Linked DNA regions of Mus musculus: region 2 is linked to region 1. The links are chromatin contacts, called in public HiChIP or PLAC-seq maps. All regions are on one chromosome and are shown on one strand. The core of a region is the stretch at or near the end of the contact, and the rest is flanking DNA. Distances in the headings are between cores, read along the strand shown.

Evidence for each region. HiChIP or PLAC-seq counts read pairs in DNA pulled down with a chosen protein or histone mark.
Region 2: a contact with region 1 is called in an H3K27ac HiChIP or PLAC-seq map of heart atrium, with 9 read pairs. The contact joins two enhancer-like sites. A contact is called at or near these places in 1 of 15 datasets of contacts at CTCF or cohesin (embryonic stem cells), 18 of 484 Hi-C or Micro-C datasets (the AML12 cell line, B cells, Sertoli cells and 10 more), 7 of 115 datasets of contacts at active chromatin or transcription factors (embryonic fibroblasts, embryonic midbrain, embryonic stem cells and 3 more) and 4 of 9 other capture datasets (adipose tissue, embryonic stem cells, liver and 1 more).

Annotation. Positions count from the first base shown.
Region 1 is chr1:133,396,062-133,400,520 of GRCm38.p6, forward strand. All of the region lies in intron 1 of Sox13 (SRY (sex determining region Y)-box 13), which reads right to left. Among named protein-coding and RNA genes, the nearest start is that of Sox13, 26 kb to the right of the region's middle. Within about 2 kb of position 1,935, at least 95 of the 459 cell types and tissues checked have an H3K27ac peak or open chromatin away from gene starts, as enhancers often do. A contact at or near this core is called in adipose tissue, extraembryonic ectoderm, heart atrium and 1 more, where this site is marked.
Region 2 is chr1:133,469,561-133,474,019 of GRCm38.p6, forward strand. No RefSeq gene overlaps it. Among named protein-coding and RNA genes, the nearest start is that of Sox13, 48 kb to the left of the region's middle. Within about 2 kb of position 2,216, at least 69 of the 459 cell types and tissues checked have an H3K27ac peak or open chromatin away from gene starts, as enhancers often do. A contact at or near this core is called in adipose tissue, extraembryonic ectoderm, heart atrium and 1 more, where this site is marked.

The DNA.
Region 1 (4,459 bases), core at 685-3,184:
TGACTGCTCTTCCAGAGGTCCTGAGTTCAATTCCCAGAAACCATATGGTGGCTCACAACCATCTGTAGTGGGATCTGATGCCCTCTTCTGGTGTGTCTGAAGAGAGAGACAGTACACTCACATATTTATTTTATAATAAATAAATCTTTAAAAAAAAAAAACAACAAAATCCTTTTCCTTTCTTCACCATCCCACAGTCGGTGTCTTCTCACTAGGTTTTATCAACTTTAGCAAACAATTTTCCCTCTATGGAGAACTTTCACCTCTTATGTGGATGTATGTATGCCTGAGTGAATTTTTGTGCACATGCATGTGCCCACGGAAGCCAGAGAAGGCGTCAGATCCCCTGAAGTGGAATTACAGGTCATATGAGCCACTGTGTGGGTGCTGGGAACCAAACCCGGATTTTCTGCATGGCAAATTAAGTGTTCTTAAATTGATGAGACTGTCCAATCAAGCACTGGGATTCCAGCATTCCTGTGACTTCAGGTTGGGGCCGCTGTTGAGTATGACAAAGGAGTGTATGTAATTCAGGGGTAGAGTGTTTGCCTAGTATGTACAAAGTTTTAAACTCGGTCCCCAGCACTATACCTAACTGGGTGTGCCAAAACAAACCTAACAGCCAGGTGGTGGCACACACCTTTAATCCCAGCACTTGGGAGGCAGAGGCAGGCGGATCTCTGAGTTCAAGGCCAGCCTGGTCTACAGAGTGAGTTCCAGAACAGCCAAGGTTATACACGGAGACACAGTATCTCAAGAAACAACCACAAAAGCTGGAATTGGTGGTACACACCTGTGATCCTCAGGAGGTAGAGACAGGAAGGTCACAAGTTTGAGGTCATCCTTGGCTACATAACAGTTAAGGGGCAGCCTGGGCTCATGAGGCTGTTTTAAAAACTCCAAAACAAGATCAAGAAGCCTCCTAGGCAAAGGCGCTTGCTGCCCAACAGTGCAAGCCTGGCTGACTGAGCTCGAGCAACAAAAAATGTCGAAGGTAAGAACCACTCCAGAATTGTCACCTGACTGCCATACACGCCAAATACCTCCTCCCTGTCACACACACAACAAACACATTTAAAGCAAGACAACTGAAAAACCCATTATGAATTATTTACGTGTAGAATTTTCCATCTTATACTTTCAGATCACAGTGGAGCGAAAATAAAGGGACAAGTGCATCTGTCCATCACATCAACCCGGTACAGGGTATACTGTAGTCTATAGCTTACACCAACCCCTCTGGCACTGTGGACTCAATTATATAATGTTACAGTTCTGTATACAACAGAACACATACATAAGGTGTCTTAAGACCAGTTACAAGAATATTATAATTGACACGTATGTATTTGATTGCACCCTTCAGATCAGACCACAGCAGACTCCCCCACCCACTTTCTGAGCACCTGGTGCCTCAGCAACCCAGAAGAGAGAGAGCAGGGCGAGAGCGGGCTAGTGGACCCTCAGAGGTCCCCCATCTCACCTGGATGAAGAGAAAAAAAGAGACCCCAGCCCAGTTAGGCCCAGGGGTTCTGGGGGTGCCTGGAGAACCTGCAGAAAGCAGGCAGCTCAGCCCATCCGGCTGGGGAGGGGCTGGGAGCCAGGCCCCGCAGGGGGCAGGAGTGGGGGCGGGGTATTACCCCGGAGCTGAGGGCAACAATTACATAACAAACAAACCCGGGCTCAAGCTGTGAATTAATCAAACCGCTGAAAATAAAACCTTCCTCTCAGGAACTTCAGACAAAAGAAATGAAAACAACCAGGCTGGCTGGAAAATAAAAGGCAGTGGTGCTGAAAGCCGGGACAAAAGGAAACCAGACAATAGGGTGTTGGACAAAAGCAATAAAGCCAGAGGAAGTGTGACAGGCGCACAATGAAGGCCTGTGGGCTTCTGATCCCTCGGCTCTCAGCCACCTCTGTCCCACACCCACTGGCTGCCACCAGGTCGCCTCCTCTGGCCACACTTGGATCCCAAGGGCTTTTCTTCTTCATTAGGCCCAGCCTCTGGGCTTCCAACTCCTACCTCAGTGCAAGCAGTCACAGCCACCGCAGCCAGAGAGCACGGTCAGATGAACGCCGAGGCCAAGTGCTGCCCCACTGGACGTGGTGACCATCCATCCACCCCACTGAGGGGGAAACAGAAGAGTCCACTGCCTGTCCTGACTGCCCAGAACCAGCCCTACTGGCTACATTTAGCTACTGAGCCCCAGTAATGCAGCTAGTGCCGGTAGGAATGTGCCGTATCAAACACACCAAGGGTCCCAAAGCTAACGAGTTGTGGGTACAAACTGATGGGTTAGGTTAGATAGGACATCCTCTCTTTTTGTTCCTCTCTTACATCTTTTAAAGATCTGTTTTATTTTTAATTGTGTGTGTGTGTGTGTGTGTGTGTGTGTGTGTGTGTGTGTGTGCACTCATAAATGCATGCTGAAGGCAGAGGCATCAGATCCCCCTGGAGCTACAGCTGGAACTGTGAGTGGTTGTAAGCCACCTGGTCACTTGTCCTTGGCAAGAGCGGTAACCACTCTCAATCTCTGAGCCATTTTCCTAGCACTAGACAAAACATTGAGCTCACCTTTTTTTAAAATATCTTTCCCTGAGACAGGGCCTAACGGTGTAGAGCAAACTGACCTTCAGATCCACCTGCCTCAGCACCCAAGAGTCACCTAATTCGTTTTATCATTTTGTTTGTTTGGGGTTTCGATGGGGATTGTACCCAGGACCTCACCAGCCTAGTGTGTACTCTACCACTGAGCAGCACAGCCAATCTCATCTCTATCTATCTATCTATCTATCTATCTATCTATCTATCTATCTATCTATAGACACAGCAGCACGTACTTGAGTTCCAGCGTGTCCCTCAGGCCATCTTCTCCCGTGGATGCCCTTTTCCAGTTTTCCCATACGCACCCAATACCTTCAGGTCATACACAGGGTTATCTGATATCAGGAAATGGCATCTTGGGACTCCCTGCACTGCACAATGGGGATAAGAGAACCCAAGATGAAGAGGTAACCTATCAAATGTGCCTGTTTTACATTCTCAAGGTACCTTGAACTTGGTCTTCAAAGGACCAATCACAGCTGGTGATGCCTCAGAATGCCTGAGGATGTTTCTGGCTCTCCCCCATTGCCTGGGAACCTGACCCATGCACCTTACACTTATCACTGTAGCCCCAGGTCCTAGCACAGTGCCTGGAGCAAGGGAGACTGATGCTGCTCCCTGTACTTCCTCTGTGTGAAGGACACCAGCAGTAGCAGAGCGAGCTCATTCCTCCTTCTTTCTCCCCTGCTGGGACAAGCGCTTTCTTATAGACCTGATAGGAGCCTCCCTGAAGCCCCTTCTTCTCCAGGGGCTAAAGACCCTATCAATCTCCTTAATAACGCCTTCCTTGCAAAACGCATGCCATGCCTTCTCAGGGGATTTCCCTCTTTCCAGATTCCCCAAACCCAAAGCCCTCAGTGCACAGGAGACAACTATGGGATCCCCCAGTTCTACCCTATTCTGTAACCCCAAGTCCTAGCCAGGAGCCATCAATCAGATACCGCTCATCAGCACCCAGCTCAGTGGAAGTTCTCCTGTGTTATCTGTGGCCCTCCCTCCTGTCCAGCATCCCAGTTTTTAGATAAATGGAGATAGCGAGGCCTAGAGAAGTCAAGTGTGTGTGCTCCTTGGGATAGCCCTACTTCAGAACTACAGTCAGAGGCCTTCCACCAACAAGGAGGTTGAACAGTAAGCGCCTCCTCTACCTTCCTTCTCTCCTAGGAAGCCCACCTCGCAGGTCTCCCACTCCTTCCTCTTTAACTTTATCTCACTAAGCATCCTCAAAGGGTGCCATCCCTTCACAGGAGGGGGCTTCAGCCATCTTCTCCCTTGAGTTTCTGAACTGCTGCCTGGGACTTTGAATCCAGTGTCTGGATAAAGGGGTGGAGAAGCCCCTCCAAGGATGAGGAGGGGCAGAGTGCCACCTTTTTGCCCCCCCATTCTCCCCACAAGCCGGTTTCCCCACTCCAACTCCCACTCTCTGCCAACCCCCTTCTGCCCCAAACAAGCCACCAGCCACTTCCTTTTCTAATCACCCAGCCACAGACCCAGGTGAATGGGGATCAAAGAAAAGTCTTCACTCTCAGCCCTTCCTCCCTCCAGATGCACAGTTCCCGTTCCCTCCGCACAAGATGCAGAGAGAGGTTCAAGTTATCGTCGACTGACTGTGACTCAGACCCAGGGCACAGGAAGACATATGCAACAGGCAGGCAGACCCTCAGAGAGAGGGCCACTTGGGCACAGCAAACCTCCATGGCTGCCCTCCCCGCCCCCTGCTTGTCAAGAGTGGCTGGTGCCAAGGGCATCGTCAGGGAAAGAGATCCATGTAACATGGGTGGGGCAGGCCCTGGTCCCAAAGGGAATGTCACTTCCTCTGAAACCCCAGAGAGTTGAGAGCCTCGGGCTGCCCTGAAC
Region 2 (4,459 bases), core at 966-3,465, 74 kb after region 1:
CATCTTAGTTCTGAAACCCAAAAGGCCCCCAAAACTAAACTAAACTCAAAACTCAGTTTAAAAGCTAAACTTATAATCATAACCAAGGAGAAGCTATCTACAGGGTGAATTCACCCTTGTCCTTGAAGAAATTTGAGTGTGTTTGACTAAGGGCACTGCAGCAGACCTGCATGGGGAACTGAGTGTGTGTGTGTGTGTGTGTGTGTGTGTGTGTGTGTGTATGTGTGTGTGCACTTTCTATTCTAAACCTTGCAGCACACTCAGCCTAATGTTTCCAATAAGGACTAGTGAGTCCAACCCAAAATCCTTTACCAGACAGACAAACAGATGAGTACTCTGACACAGTCACACAGTGGAATACTATACAACACTAACAATGACTTTGCACTGCTACCCACAAGTTAAGTTGAGAGAAAGAAGCCAAAGACCCATCTACCTGTCTGAGAGCTGATCATTACCTTGTTTCTGTTTATTTTTTTAATTACATTGATATAAAGTTCAAAAACAGGAAGCAGGCATTAAACAGAGGGCAGTCCCATGAGGACCTCTCCCAGCTGCCTTACTTAGCGCTGGGCAGCACAATAAGTGCTCACGTTGACAGCCCTGTCACCAATACAGGGCCACATGGCTCCCTTCCATCTCCCCTCGGCCTTTGTCTCAGCTCCTCTTTGTCTTCTGTGGTGGCTTTTGGGACAGTGGCAGTCTTGTCCTTTCACGCCTTTGTCCCAACTCCATTTGGGGTCCCTCTCCACCCTCTTCTCCGGCCATTCACACAAGCCTTTTATCTTTCTTCATCCCCTCCTCCTTGGCTGACAGGCTGCTGTCCCACATGGCCTGGTCTCTTCTTGTCCGTGTGTCTCCACGTCTGATCCTTGGGATCTGCTGGCTTTCGTCTTTGTTTGTCCTGTGGGGCTTTCTCTCTGCCTCTGCCTGGTCCTGCCGCCACCCTCCTGGTCCTTCTCCCTCTTCTCAAAGTCCTCTGTGGGACACTCACTTTTATCTCCCTTTGATTTGCTTGCTCTTCTTTGTAGAGAGGAATGAAAGGCTCAGCTAATTGTAGCAGTGGGGCAGTGCTGTCTGGCAATCCTTCCAGAATCTTCCCCACCAGGGCTGAGCAGAGGGAAATGAGGGCAGTTCAGCTCCCACCTCCTGGCCTGCTCCATCTCTCTGTCCCCAAGGGCCCCCCTGCCCCACTTGTCTCAAGGGGAAAAACAGACATGGAGTCCCCCAGTCTCACCCCAGGGAGCCTCCCTTGACTCTCCATTCAGTCCCTCTCTGCACCAGCCAGCGTGTCAGGAGCTATGTGTACTGGGCCGCCCACACAGAGGTTCACTCGTCGACAGTATGATGTCACTTTCAATAGGACTGACTTCAGAATGGCCCCCAGAGGCCAGGAACCAGCTAGCTCCTTTTAGAAATGACACTCAAGCCAGAAACTGAAGGAGGCTTAGAAGAATTGTTTGGGGCGGGGGGGGGGGGAGGGAGGGGAGAAGAAGGCATTTTTATCAGAGCATCCAGTTCATTTCAAAAGAGCATGACATCAAAACTGGCTATGGTCAAGGCATAACGGGGGTGGATGGTGCAGCCTTACCAGGAGCTTGGAGTTTATACTGCGGGTGGAGGAGGGGTCACTGACGTGTTCTCCATGGGGAGTGATAGGTCACATTTGTGTTTGGGGTGGTGTGGAATGAACGAGCTGGTTGGGAGATGCGGTCACTTCCTGTTGCAGCTGTAATAATTTAGTGGCTTCAGACATCACAGCTGTTCTATCTACAGTTCCAGAGATTGGACACCCAAAGTCAGACTGAATAGACTGATGTTAAGGGACAGGCAGGCTGGCTGCTTCTGCAGGTCCATGCGAACAGTCTGGCCTTCATTTCCAGTAGCACCTGGATGTCTTTGGCGTTCCTTGGGCCATGTGGTCTTGTCTCCATCTTCAAATGCCCCCTTCCTGGTCACTGATTCCCTGTCACCTCCCTCCGTTTGATCCTTTGTGATTACACTGAGAGATCTAAGACAAGCTTCCTTAATTAGGCTACATATCCACAGTCCCCTTGGAACATAAGATAACATACACCAAGGCTCTGGGGTTAGGATGTGAACTTCCTCAGGGTATTCATTTTTTTTCTCCTGGAGACTGTTTCGGTATTTCAGGCACAGGCTGGTGCAAGCTTAACCCCGTGGTAGCAGTGGGGGTGTGGCCAGGAGGACAGTCTAGAAGCAGACTGGTCATAGATGGAATGTGTACATGAGGTGGAGAAGAGGAACAAGCTAGGATCACAATTGGGTTTCTGGCTCTAGCAACTAACAAACTGGGGTTGTCACTTAGAAGAGAGAGAACAGAAGAGAAAACCCAGATGTGAAGAGGAGAACTGGAAGGTGGTGGGGGATGTTTGTTCCCCACTCAGAGACACCCAGGGAGCACTGTTCAGAGTGCAGAGGGAGCACTGTTCAGAGTGCAGAGGGACATGTGTCAGGAGTCCTAAGGAACTGAGTCTAGAAGAGGGGTTGAGGAGCTTGGATGAGTTATCCAGGAGTCAGCAAACTATGCCTAGCAGACTGGTAGCCTGTTTTGCAAATAAAGTTTTATTGGCACACAGTCAAAATGTTCACTGACATATTATCCACGGGCCTTGTCCACAATGGCAGCTTAATAAAGTTTCTGTTAAGAGTCTGCCTGGGGGGGCTGGAGAGATGGCTCAGCGGTTAAGAGCACTAACTGCTCTTCCGAAGGTCCTGAGTTCAAATCCCAGCAACCACATGGTGGCTCACACAGCCATCCATAATGAGATCTGATGCCTTCTTCTGGAGTGTCTGAAGACAGCTACAGTGTACTTACATATAATAAGTAAATAAATCTAAAAAAAAAAAAAAAGAGTCTGCCTGGTCCATGAAGCCATAGCTCTTTCAGGAAACCTTTGTGTTTGGGCTGGACATGCAGCCAAGTGGTAGAAGGCAGGCTTGGAAAGCTCAAAGCTCTGAGTTCTATTCCCAGCAAAACACACACACACACACACACACACAGAGAGAGAGAGAGAGAGAGAGAGAGAGAGAGAGAGAGACAGACAGACACACACACACAGACACACACACACACACACACACACACAGAGACACAGAGACACACACACACAGAGGATGTTTGTACCCAAACTGGAAGATGGGTGTAAACTGGAAGATGGGTGTAAACTAGAAGATGGGTGTTCAGGATAGCTGGGAGTAAGCATGAGAATGAGGAGGGAAACCCCACAAACCAAACCTTCAAGGAACAGAGAGAGCAAAATGCCACAAGGAAGGATGCTCAGGGAGCAGTGAAGGCAGGACAATAAAGAGGCTGTCAAGTGTTGTCACACAAGGCAGTCAAAGTAAGTCGCCAGATGTTTCTCCCTTTAAAAATGGGTACATCCAGAGTCCCTAGGAATTGGAGTCTACAAGAGAGGTTGAGAGACTGGGATGACTTAGCCGGGGTCAGCAAACTATGCCCAGCACGGCATGGCATCCTTGGTGTTGTGGTGCACATCTTTAATCCCAGCATTCAGGAGGCAGAGGCAGGAAAATATCTGTGAGTTTAAGGCCAGCCAGAGATCTATAATGAGACTGTCACACAAAAAAGAAACCAATATGGGTGTGTGATTCTGTCCCCCTGACGTGTGGGCTACATACAGCACAGTGACTCATCTCTATTGAACAGCACAAAGTGGAAGTAACTCGTGAAGGTTTCTTCTCGGCTAGGGAGTTGTCACACCAAGAGGAAACTGGACAATTCTAGTGATGTCTACGGAGCTCAGCCTGCATCCAACAGACAGGGAAACCAGAATACATGTCATTGTGGAACTCAGTGTTTCTCAGAAACACCCAAGGCATCTGTTACATAGGCCACTAAAGTTTGCTATACTGTGTTACATGACAGGAGATAGCCAACAAACTAGGGCACACGCTTTAAAGATCTCAGAATCCTCCTTGAGTTTTTACCCATGGTTACCTTCTGTCTGTATCGTGTCGGATTGTTGCAGAGTTGAACTCTGTTTTTGCAGGACTCCTTGGCCAGGATGAAAGTGACTATGTATAAAACCCTCAAGTCATTTGCTCTTCCTTTAGGCATTATTGTGGGGGCAGGGGCATGAGCCTGTGAACCACCCCAAATAACTCACTTGTCTGCCCTCAAAGGACAGCAGCGCTGGCTACTGAACTAGGAACTTGGAAGGGCCTCTTTCTTTTCTTTTGTTTTTTTCTAGATGGGGTTTCTCTGACCATTATGGAACTCACTCTAGACCATGCTGACCTAAAACTTACAGAGAACCACCTGCCTCTGCCTCCGGAGTGCAGAGATTAAAGGCGTAAACCCTGCCACCAGGCTTCTCTTTCTTTTGAAAGACACCAAGCTACAAGTGCTCTCTGTACTCTGTACGCTGGCTTGGTAAACCTGTGATTTCTGTTTTGTCATCTGACAGAGCAGCTC